2 separate regions of the Rattus norvegicus genome follow, and region 1 is linked to region 2. The links are chromatin contacts, called in public Hi-C maps. All regions are on one chromosome and are shown on one strand. The core of a region is the stretch at or near the end of the contact, and the rest is flanking DNA. Distances in the headings are between cores, read along the strand shown.

Region 1 (4,911 bases), core at 2,207-4,706, 240 kb after region 2:
CAGGGCATGCCATCATAGCCGTGCATTTGTACACACCAATAATAAGCTCAGTGGGGTAAATACACAGTAAATGTATGAACTGTTTTTGTTTTTTGAAGACAGGACTTTTCCGTATAGCCCTGGCTGTCTTGGAATTCTCTCTATAGTCCAGGCTAGCCTCCAACTCAGAGATTTGCCTACCTCTGCCTCCCAAGTGCTAGGGCTAAAGGCATGTGCTACCACTCCCAGAAAATAAATATTTTCTAAGTTGGTAGTCCTAGAGTAGACACGTTCTCAAACAAACAAACAAAAACCTTCAGGCTTGAGTGACGAATGTAAAATATACTGAGATGTCATTCTAGCTTGCTTTTCATGACTATGAGAAAACACTGACTAAAACCAACCAGAGGGAAGGGGTTGTTTAGCTTGTAGGTTACACCCTATCATGGAAAAAACCAAGACAGGTGCATAGAGACAAGAACTGAAACATGGAGGGCCTTTGCTGACTGGAGTTTCCAGGCTTATGTTCAGCTACCTTTCTTACAAACCCAGGACCACCAACCTAGGGAATGGTGCCACCTACAGTGGGCTGGGTCCGCCTTCCAGCCCGACTTCATAATTGTCAATCAATAAAATGCCTCACAGACAGGCCCACAAGCCACTCAATGAAGGCAATTCTTCAACTGAGGTTTCTCTTCCCAGGTGTGTTAAGTTGACGACCAAGATTAGTCATCACAGATGTGTTTAAAGATACTTGATTATTTCTGGTAAATTCCTCTAGTCACCAAGAATGTCTTCCTTTAGAAGAAATAGGAAAGGAGTACATGTCTAACCTATCTAAATATTTAATTCATGAATTCCTACATCTACACCCAAAGGCAGAGGTAGGAGCAAACGGGCAGCTCAAAGCAACAGTGGGGCTAGAGATGCAGCCCAGGGGGCAGAATGCCTGCTTATTAAACGAAAGATTGGCACACGCCTATAATTCAACCCTCAATTTCAGCACTTGGGAGGTGCGGGCAGGAGAAGCAGACATTCAAGACATCCTCGGCAGGTAGTGATGGAGGTCTAAATGAGACCCTGCCTCAGAAGACAAACAAAAGCAGTAGCATCCTTAAAGCCTTTAGGGGCCAACAAGATGGCTCAGGCCTGGAAAGGTGCTTGCCACTTAAGCCTTGTGACCTGAGTTCAGTCCCCCTGAGTTGATTTCCTCGCCTTACCAATATGCCATCAAGTACTTACAGATGAAGAGACATTCACAAGGGCAAAACAAGTGTCCCCAGAACACCAAAACCAACAAGGTGGCAGAGTTGTGCTCCACTTGGGGGTGGACAGGAAGGTGGGGTGCTGGCTGCTCTGGTTCACTCTGAATGCAAATACAGCTACAACTGCTGCCAGGTGCTGGTTCAAGTTCCTATGGGAGCACCAGGAAGAAGGCAGGTATTGTGACATCTACTGTGAACACCAACCTTCTAGGGTCCCCTGCTTCTCCACGGGTTCCCAACAGTGAGCCACGATCAGCCCACACTGTGATCTCTCACTGTTTCGAAGGGCACTAGTTTTCCCATCCTGCTAAAATGGTTTGTTCTCTTAATTAGATAAACATTACTCTGGTGATATATTTAAACTTTTGATATTTATACTAAAACCTTTTTTAAACATTATTTACTTAGAGCAGGGAGGGCTTGCATGTGTCATAGCAAACTTATAGGTCAGAGAATAACATATCAAGAGTCGGTTCTCACTCACCACTATGTAGGTCTTGGGGTTCAAATTCAGGTCATCAGGCTGCAAATGCCTTTACCAGACCAGCCATTTTGATGGCCCTAAAACCTTTACATTAGGCATAGGGTGGTCACTTGTCATTCTAGCTTTGCCTGCATAGTTACAAAGTTCTAATTAGCTGCAGCTAGACAAAGTACAATGAAGGTACATCTAACAAAGGTCTCTTTCCCAGAAGATGCAAAATCCAAGCACCTAACAGCTAAATTAAATCATTTGTTTCCTGGGGTTTCAGAGAGAGAGAGAGAGAGAGAGAGAGAGAGAGAGAGAGGGAGGGAGGGAGGGAGAGGGAGAGGGAGAGTGTGTAGGAGGAAGGGAGAGGTGTTGACACTGGGTGTGTCTTCCTCAATCACTCTCCACCTTATTGTTGAGACAGGGTCTCTCAGTGAACCGGTAGCTTGTGGATTCAGCTTGCGTGGTGACCAGCGAGCCGCTGGGCTCTTCCTCTCCGCACTCCTGCACTGCATTTACAGACTTGCCCCGTCCACAGCCTTTCACATGGACGCTGGGGTCCACACTCAGCTGGCAGCACAAGCACATTATTCTCTTTGTTGTCTCGCTGAAGGTATGCCGGTTTTACCACTTGTCAGATTTTGAAAGGGAAAGAAGAACTGGAGTGGCCACCAGCCTGCTTCAGGGGTTGGCTGGGAGTTTACTCTGTACAGTTGCTAAAAAGATGAGCCAAGCTGCTCTGCGTGTAAGAAGAAAAATGCTTTAAATGCTTTGCCTTTACCAAAAGAAAAAGAAGAAAGGAGAGCATTCCATTCACAAAGAACCGAGTCTCTCTGTCACTGTCTTCTGCATCAATAAGGGTATGAAATAAAGTTACACTCTCAGCTCAAATACAGTCATTTAACACAGACACTTTAAACACTGATACCAAAACCTCAACTCTCTTTGCTTTTAGCTCAACATCATCTCACAACACCCCCAATGCCCTCCAAAAACACATGCATGCACACATGTGAATGTGCAAACACACACACACACACACACACACACACAGAGAGAGAGAGAGAGAGAGAGAGAGAGAGAGAGAGAGAGAGAGATTTAGAAGTCACAGGGAGGATAAACACTATGGTCATGAAATCTAACCGGAGTTCCACTCAGGAGCTGTGCTGGAACTGACTATTGCCAAGAACATTAGAACTTATGAATGTGAAACCAACACATCTTAAACCGGTGCAGGGAAAAGAAATTCAAAGACTGATCTCTGCTCACAGGAGGAAACATCCTCACTGGCAGAAGGCTGTCCACAGGACCTCACAAGATGACAAGCTCCTCACCCTCCTATCCCACAGCTCCTGTCCCACATACCTCTGGTCTCCAAGGACTGATCCTTGTTACTAAATGTACTACAAAGAACTGTCACCCAGGTGAGCCACGACTTCACACTGGGTTCTCCTTGGCTGAACCTTGCAAAGGGGGTCAGGTAATCCCAAGCCACCCTCCTGTGCTCAGTCTGACAGAGTGCTTCCGTCTAGCCACCAGGATCCAAGCATGTTCCACACACACCCCCACCCCAAAGCACTGCTCACCACCTGCTTCAGGGTTGACTCAAGGCCTCTGTTTATTCTACTTTATTCATTCAGACACCAGAGTGTAAACTGAAGAACAAAGCCGCCCCTCACCACCCACACATTCCCGACAGTAAAGAGCGAAGGTCTACCTGGAAACAGAGTTCTACCAGGAACACTCTGAAGCTCTAGTACACTGACCTCAACGTGAAGAATAGCAATGGTGTCTCCACTGTGCAAAGTGGGGAGGCTGCAGGGATTGGCCAGCCCTGAAAACAAGACGATGTTCTCAGCTGCAAGTGTTGAAAGCTCAAATAAGAGGCTCAGATAACACAAGGACTAAAGCCCTGCCTGTCATTCCGTCTTGGAATCTCTTCTCAGAAACTGCACTTCTGCTTCATCTCGACAATGACCCTGGACTGAGAAAGCCACACTGGCCTGCCCATGCATTCAACAATCTGGTCCAGCCAAAACCCACCTTGCCGAAACGCACAGGGAGGGCGACTTAGCGGCAGGACCTATCCCACTGTTAATGAGGAGTAAATAGGAAACATCTAAGCTTTAAGTTTTATTTACTGACCACAAAAGGGAAAGTAAATGATTTTCAAACTGTCTCAGCACAAATCCATGGCCTCTAAAACATGCAAATAACACAGGGCCAGCTCCAATTGAAACTCTGTCATAATAACAACTGCTGAATTTATGTAACGCTTTGTCAAACCTTTTTAAAGACACAGACTAATGGGTGCGATAATTGTTTTAAAAGATACACATGAATTGTATTCTCCTTATACTAAGATGAAAAAAAAAAAAAAAAAAACAAGTTGAGAGGTTTAAAAGTTTGCCCGAGACACAGAGATGCAAAGGAAAATGATTCCTTGACAAACTAACTATGTTTGCTGACACAAAACTCCTGCTAAGATTCAGCCCTTAATCTTTGCCTGTCAATCCATGGCTTCAAGATTACTGTAAGTCTCTCACTTATATCTTGATGTCCTAACAAATTGAACCATGCATATATCATGGTTAAATCTTGTTTCCATATTTGGCACACTCCCTAGGACACTATAATTCTATTTATAACACAGTTCTTTATCCTGATTCTGTGAACATAGTGAAATGCTCCCCACGGCCAGGAGTGGGTATGAACAAGACATTCAAACAGCCGAATGTTCTCATTAACCAATGCCTTGCCTGTGGTTGAATTTATAACTTTCCAATAGCTGGAGGCAACGTGATTTATATTCACACTAAAAATAATACTGCAATTTAAAACTGATTCATTGCTGTAAGTCTCTGGGATTCTACTGTGTTCTAGAGCCACAATTATGACCTGTGATTACCCCTGCAACTCGGAAGGACACACACGCATTCAGGTATCTTTATAGTGAACACGGAAGTTGTTTCTTAAAAAATCTTAAGAAAGTGTGGGCTGAAAAAGCTGTCTCAGGAGCTAAGAGCTTGCACAGCTCCTATGAAGGACAGAGTTCAGTTCCCAGCACTAACCGGGACAGTTCACAACCTGTAACTCCAGCTGCAGGAAACCTTACACCTCTGGCCTCCAAGAGTGCCTGAACTCACACCAGCCGGCCCACACAGTTATACACATAATTAAAAATAAATTTCCTTTTAA
Region 2 (4,976 bases), core at 2,027-4,526:
GTCCCGGGGTATGTCTGAAACTCGCCAATTACTTCCTAAGCAGGAAGCCGGCAGCTTTCTCCTAAGCCAATTTAAGAATCTCTTCTGTAAGCAGGCTCTGAATATAGACTGCTAAAACACATTCCAGGGGACATGTAATTAAGAACCAGCACCCCACAGTAGACAGACTAAACATAAACACAGTATCCCAACAGTGTAAGTCCCGTTTAGAATCCAACTACCCTCTCTTCCCCCAGCAAGAGCGCACTGTCTCCAATGGAAGCCATGAGGGTCTTTAAGATTTAGCGTTCATTTTGTCAAGGGTTCAAAATAACTTCAGGTGCAGGATGGACAGGTAGAGGGTAAAGAGCAGAGCGTGTTCCAGCATGATACAGAAAAACATCCTGTGGCCAGTACATTGCTGGCACCACTGACTGTCACCTTGAATGCTCAGATTGATGGAGTAGGCTTATTCACGGAGAACTGCTTATGCACATATCAGCATAGTTCTGGCTGCTGTGATTACGTGCATTCTGTGTGTTCACACTCATCTTAGTGGCACTGAGGTCTGCCCGTCTTCCTCCTCTCTTTCTGAACCCACAGTAAACGGCAAGAGAAAGACACACCTTGTCAATGAGGCTGTTTTCCCTTCCAAAGCTGTGCTGGTTTTCCTTCAATGCCTCATTTTCCCTACTTCTATGTTTGGCCTCCGTTGCCCATGTCTGATACTTAGAACTATAGCTGGTGAATAAATGTCAGACTTTTCCTTAATAGTTGGTTTGCTTTACTATGTAAAAGCCATTCTGTCGACGACTTAAAGAAGAACGAGTGGAGAGTTAATCAACAGAAAGTAGATTTCTCTTTTCAAGGGGGTGTGGCTATGGTACTCACAAGAGAGCTGGACATGTCCTAGGTCCCTCAAGAAATTCCCTCCGACTTTAAAGAGCAGCAAGCCAACCACTTTAAATAATCTAACCAAACTTTCCTTCATATTTCCTTTTCCTTTTCCATAGGGTGGGCTTGTGGATGTGACTGCAGTTCTTGCTAAGGCCAGAGGAGGGCATCAGATCCCGAGACAGGAGTTACAGGCAGACGTGGGGCATCTGGTGGGGGTGCTGGCACTCAAGCTTGGGTCTTCTGCTAGAGCAGTCTATACTCTTAACTGCTCAGCTCTCCCTAGCCCTCAAGCATTCTTTAATAACAACCTCTGTATTGTGCCATGATATAGGTAGAACCTAGGACTATGTAGAAACATTGAGAGCTGACTAAACTTGGAATTAAATTTTAGAAACAATATATGCTGAGTTTGATCAGGTAATTAAGCTTTTCAGAGATCAAGAATTAAAGCTTTTTAGAAGTCACAGATTATAAAGCAAATCCAAGAGCAGGAAGGCCATCAAAATATTTCATACAAGAGAAAGTTTCTGACTGAAAGAAAGCATTCATACCTGACAGGCTTCATATTACACAGGCATTAGAAAGAAAAAAAAATGACATTTAGAAAAGCTGTTGCAGTTCCAAGAGGGGTCCCTGGCCTAGTGACTGAATTCAGGGGCATGCATGCATCCTACTGGCCTGCCCACCCTGCCTGGCTTCCACGTGGCTTGAATGCAGAAGTGGTGGAGGAAATAGTGTTAAAAAGCAGGAAAAAAACCCAACAAATCACACACACACACACACAAAAAAATTTGTAAAAGACCTCCCCTCCAAAAGTGTACAATAAGTTTGGGGAATGTTTATAAACCAAGTGGGATCCTGGTTAGTAACAAAATCTACAAACAAATACAATTTTATGTTGGCAGAGGCAGGCAATCGGCTACTGCTTTAGACAAGATCAACAGATTCCCACAAATCAAAGGAATGATACACGAATGCTAATGAATCAGAAACTAAATATTTCTGACAGCTTTCACTGCCAGTGGAGGTTTAGATAATGTAGATCATGGCTTTCACATGCAGCAGAAGTATGTCTCCAGATGATTCTGAGGGACATGAGCTACGGTGTGTTTCCTCCTCTAACAAAATCTAAAGCGAGGTAGGTTTGCTGGGATGTGTTTTACCTAGAAAACGTATTTTGCGTGTGTTTATATTCATACATGTACAGTTGCACATATCTCTGTGTGTGTGTGTGTGTGTGTGTGTGTGTGTGTGTGCGCGCACACACACACGTACACAGCCTGAGGACAGCCTTGGGTGTTAATCCTTAGGCACTGTCCTCCTGATTTAAGACCGAGTTTCTCACTGATCTGGTTGGACTCTCTACCTCCCTACTCTCAAGAATGGAAAATCACATTTTAAACCTGGTTTTGAACTCAGGTCCTCAAGCTTGCATGACAACTATTTCACCTCCTTCACTCAGGAGACTTTTCCCTCCCTCCCTCCCTCCCTCCCTCCCTCCCTCCCTCCCTCCCTCCCTTCCCTTCCCTTCCCTTCCCTTCCCTTCCCTTCCCTCCCTTTCTCTTTTTTCTTTTCATAACTAGTCAGACTGGGCTAAGTTGCCTGCTAAAATGGCTTAATAGAAATGGGTAATATCCCTAGGTATTTTCATCCTGCCGTCATCAATAATCTGGTCAGCCCCAGACAGCGGGACAGCTGTGGCCAGGCCTGGTCCTGCTCTAGACCCTCCTGGGTGTGGTGCAGAAGATAGTCTAGCAGAGTTCCCAGCAGCACCAGGAAAGTGGCATGGTGCACCAGCTATGCCAAACACAAGCAATCTGGAGGAGTGGATGTGAAGACAGGCTCCGTCCTATTCTTGGTAGTTAATGAAAGATAAGTTTATCCCAACTGGAGGAATGAATAGGAGGAGCCAAGCCCACGGCCCTGGACATCGTGAGGCAGACATGGCTCTTAGGTTGCTGACCCACTTTGACATGAACTGAACTAACCCCAGACATGCTCTAACCTGACTTTACTGCCAGAGCCTGGGAGTCAAAGAGAAAGGCCGCCTTTCAGGTTCACTGGCTTGCTTCCGTTCATAAACTTGGGCTTGCCCCATGCTTGTTCACGGAGTTCATCTGAGGGCAGTGTTAATCTTTACTAGAATGTGAGTCTTGGGAGTACAAACTGTGCACACCAGCCTTGGGATGCTTCACTTGGCTTGGGGTCGGACATTCCAAGCCTGGCCTGCTTCCTTTTCCAAGCTCTACGACCCCCACCTGCTTCTAGCCTGATGTTGTCAGTTCAGGTGCTGCCCCCGACCCCCAAACTCTTGGTCAAAATTGCTCTTGAAAGACTTGGGACTTGCACAACAGCTGGCTCCTGTTCATTGCATCTACAGCCCTTCCAAAGCTAGAGATCCCAACCCTGTTCCCTCTTCCTCTTCTCATGGAAAAAAAACGACACTCATCTTATCCTCCCCCCACCCCACCCCACGGTTTGTTTTTGGAAACCTGGTCACCACAAGGGGATCTGCCATGGTTCACCAGGCCTACAGCACACACCTCACCATCTGAATCTGGGCAAGCAATTGCTTCTACTTCTGCCCCCATAGCCTAAGGAACCGACGTCTTCAGGGAGCACAGTGCACAGCTCACATGTGGTTGCAGTCCTGGTGATACTGTACATGATACGCTATGTTCTATGGACTTCCTGCTCTCTGAGGAATGGCAGTAACCTGCAACTTTTTCTGGCCTATAAAATGCTCCAAGCATGGGAAGGTGGGGGTGAGAGACTGGAGCTCAAGGAGGGCATTGGATGGCTACACAGCAGAGTCGGACTACTTCTGCAAATAGTTTTAAGAAGTAATGGTCATTCTAGGGACAGCGACCTTTTCTCTAAAGAGTACAGATGCCTTACTATACAGTTTACCTTAAAATGAAATTTGGGGATAAATCATACATGTAAAAGATTTTAAACACTGTTCTACATTTCTTTCTTACTCTTTCTGTCTATTTAAATATTTCTTTCTAATCTATAGTTGAAAATTAAAGTTGGTTATTATGAAAGTTTATACCTTTAGAAAAGTAACTTATTCTTCTTCCAAATTAAAAAGAAAACCAACACAAACCAAGCAATCAACAAAAGTCCCCACTCTGTTGAGCTGCAGTGAGCAAGCTGAGGATGCAAAGAATCCTGCTTCTCGGGGCAGCAGACAGTGGCATGGGAGACGGGGCTGTTCTCCCTGGGGACTGAGATGAACCCACACACAGTCCTGGTCCTCCAGCTTATTGAGCTGTGCTATGGATCACACCTGGTCTGGCCCTCTTACCAATTTCCCTCTCTCTCCCTCCCTCCCTCCTTCCCTGTCTCTTTGTGTCAGCATGGGGGCATGGGGTGCCTTCCTGCCTCTTGAGCTCTCTGACTAAACTGGAACTTCTTTTTCCTGCTCTTCCTTCTCACCTGAACACACAACAGAGAAGCAAGAGTTGAAAAAACATTTTGCTTTGAAAAGTCCATGCTCTTGTACCCAACAGTCTGAGGGCACAGCACCTAAACATCTGGTGGATTCTAAGACTCAAGGCAGTCAAGAGAAGCCTAGGACACAGAGAGTGACTTTGGGCATGGAATTCTTTCATTCCTATCTGTGAAAAAAAAATAGTCATTCTCTAAGCTCTAAATGCACATAGGCTACTGTCTTCCAGAACTAAGGTACAGGAGTGACACATGGGACTTCTGCACTCATGACAAAGTGTCTGCCTCTACAATTGGGCATTTGCTTTGTGATCATGACCACACTGAGCATGCCATGCTCTGAGGACTCCCAAAGCCAGCAGAGACCTCTACAATGACAATGAAATTGCCCCAGAATTCCCACTGGATCAATGATCCCTCTCAGCTAATCCTCAGGGTTCACAGTGCTGGCCAGCTGTTCCCCAAGACCAGCCCAATCCCTACTCCAGGATCCATGAAAGAACATGGCTGAGTGTTTAAAAGACCTGGATTTGACGCCCAGTACTACACAAGCAGGGTATTCACCTGTACATGGAGGTGAAGGCAGAAGGATCAGGCGTTTAAAGACAAACTAGTCTACAAGCAAAAGTGAGGCCATCTTGTAACAC

What was found. A called contact is a pair of places that touch in the nucleus more often than the background predicts.
Region 1: a contact with region 2 is called in a Hi-C map of liver, with 3 times the contacts expected there. The contact joins two enhancer-like sites. A contact is called at or near these places in 8 of 12 Hi-C or Micro-C datasets (the A7r5 cell line, Schwann cells, frontal cortex and 4 more) and 1 of 1 datasets of contacts at active chromatin or transcription factors (oligodendrocytes).

The regions. Positions count from the first base shown.
Region 1 is chr2:112,536,530-112,541,440 of GRCr8, forward strand. It overlaps a transcript of Fndc3b not described here. Among named protein-coding and RNA genes, the nearest start is that of Fndc3b, 63 kb to the left of the region's middle. Within about 2 kb of position 3,457, at least 6 of the 93 cell types and tissues checked have an H3K27ac peak or open chromatin away from gene starts, as enhancers often do. A contact at or near this core is called in liver, where this site is marked.
Region 2 is chr2:112,292,740-112,297,715 of GRCr8, forward strand. The region is part of intron 10 of Fndc3b (fibronectin type III domain containing 3B); the gene reads right to left. Among named protein-coding and RNA genes, the nearest start is that of Ghsr, 98 kb to the left of the region's middle. Within about 2 kb of position 3,277, at least 8 of the 93 cell types and tissues checked have an H3K27ac peak or open chromatin away from gene starts, as enhancers often do. A contact at or near this core is called in liver, where this site is marked.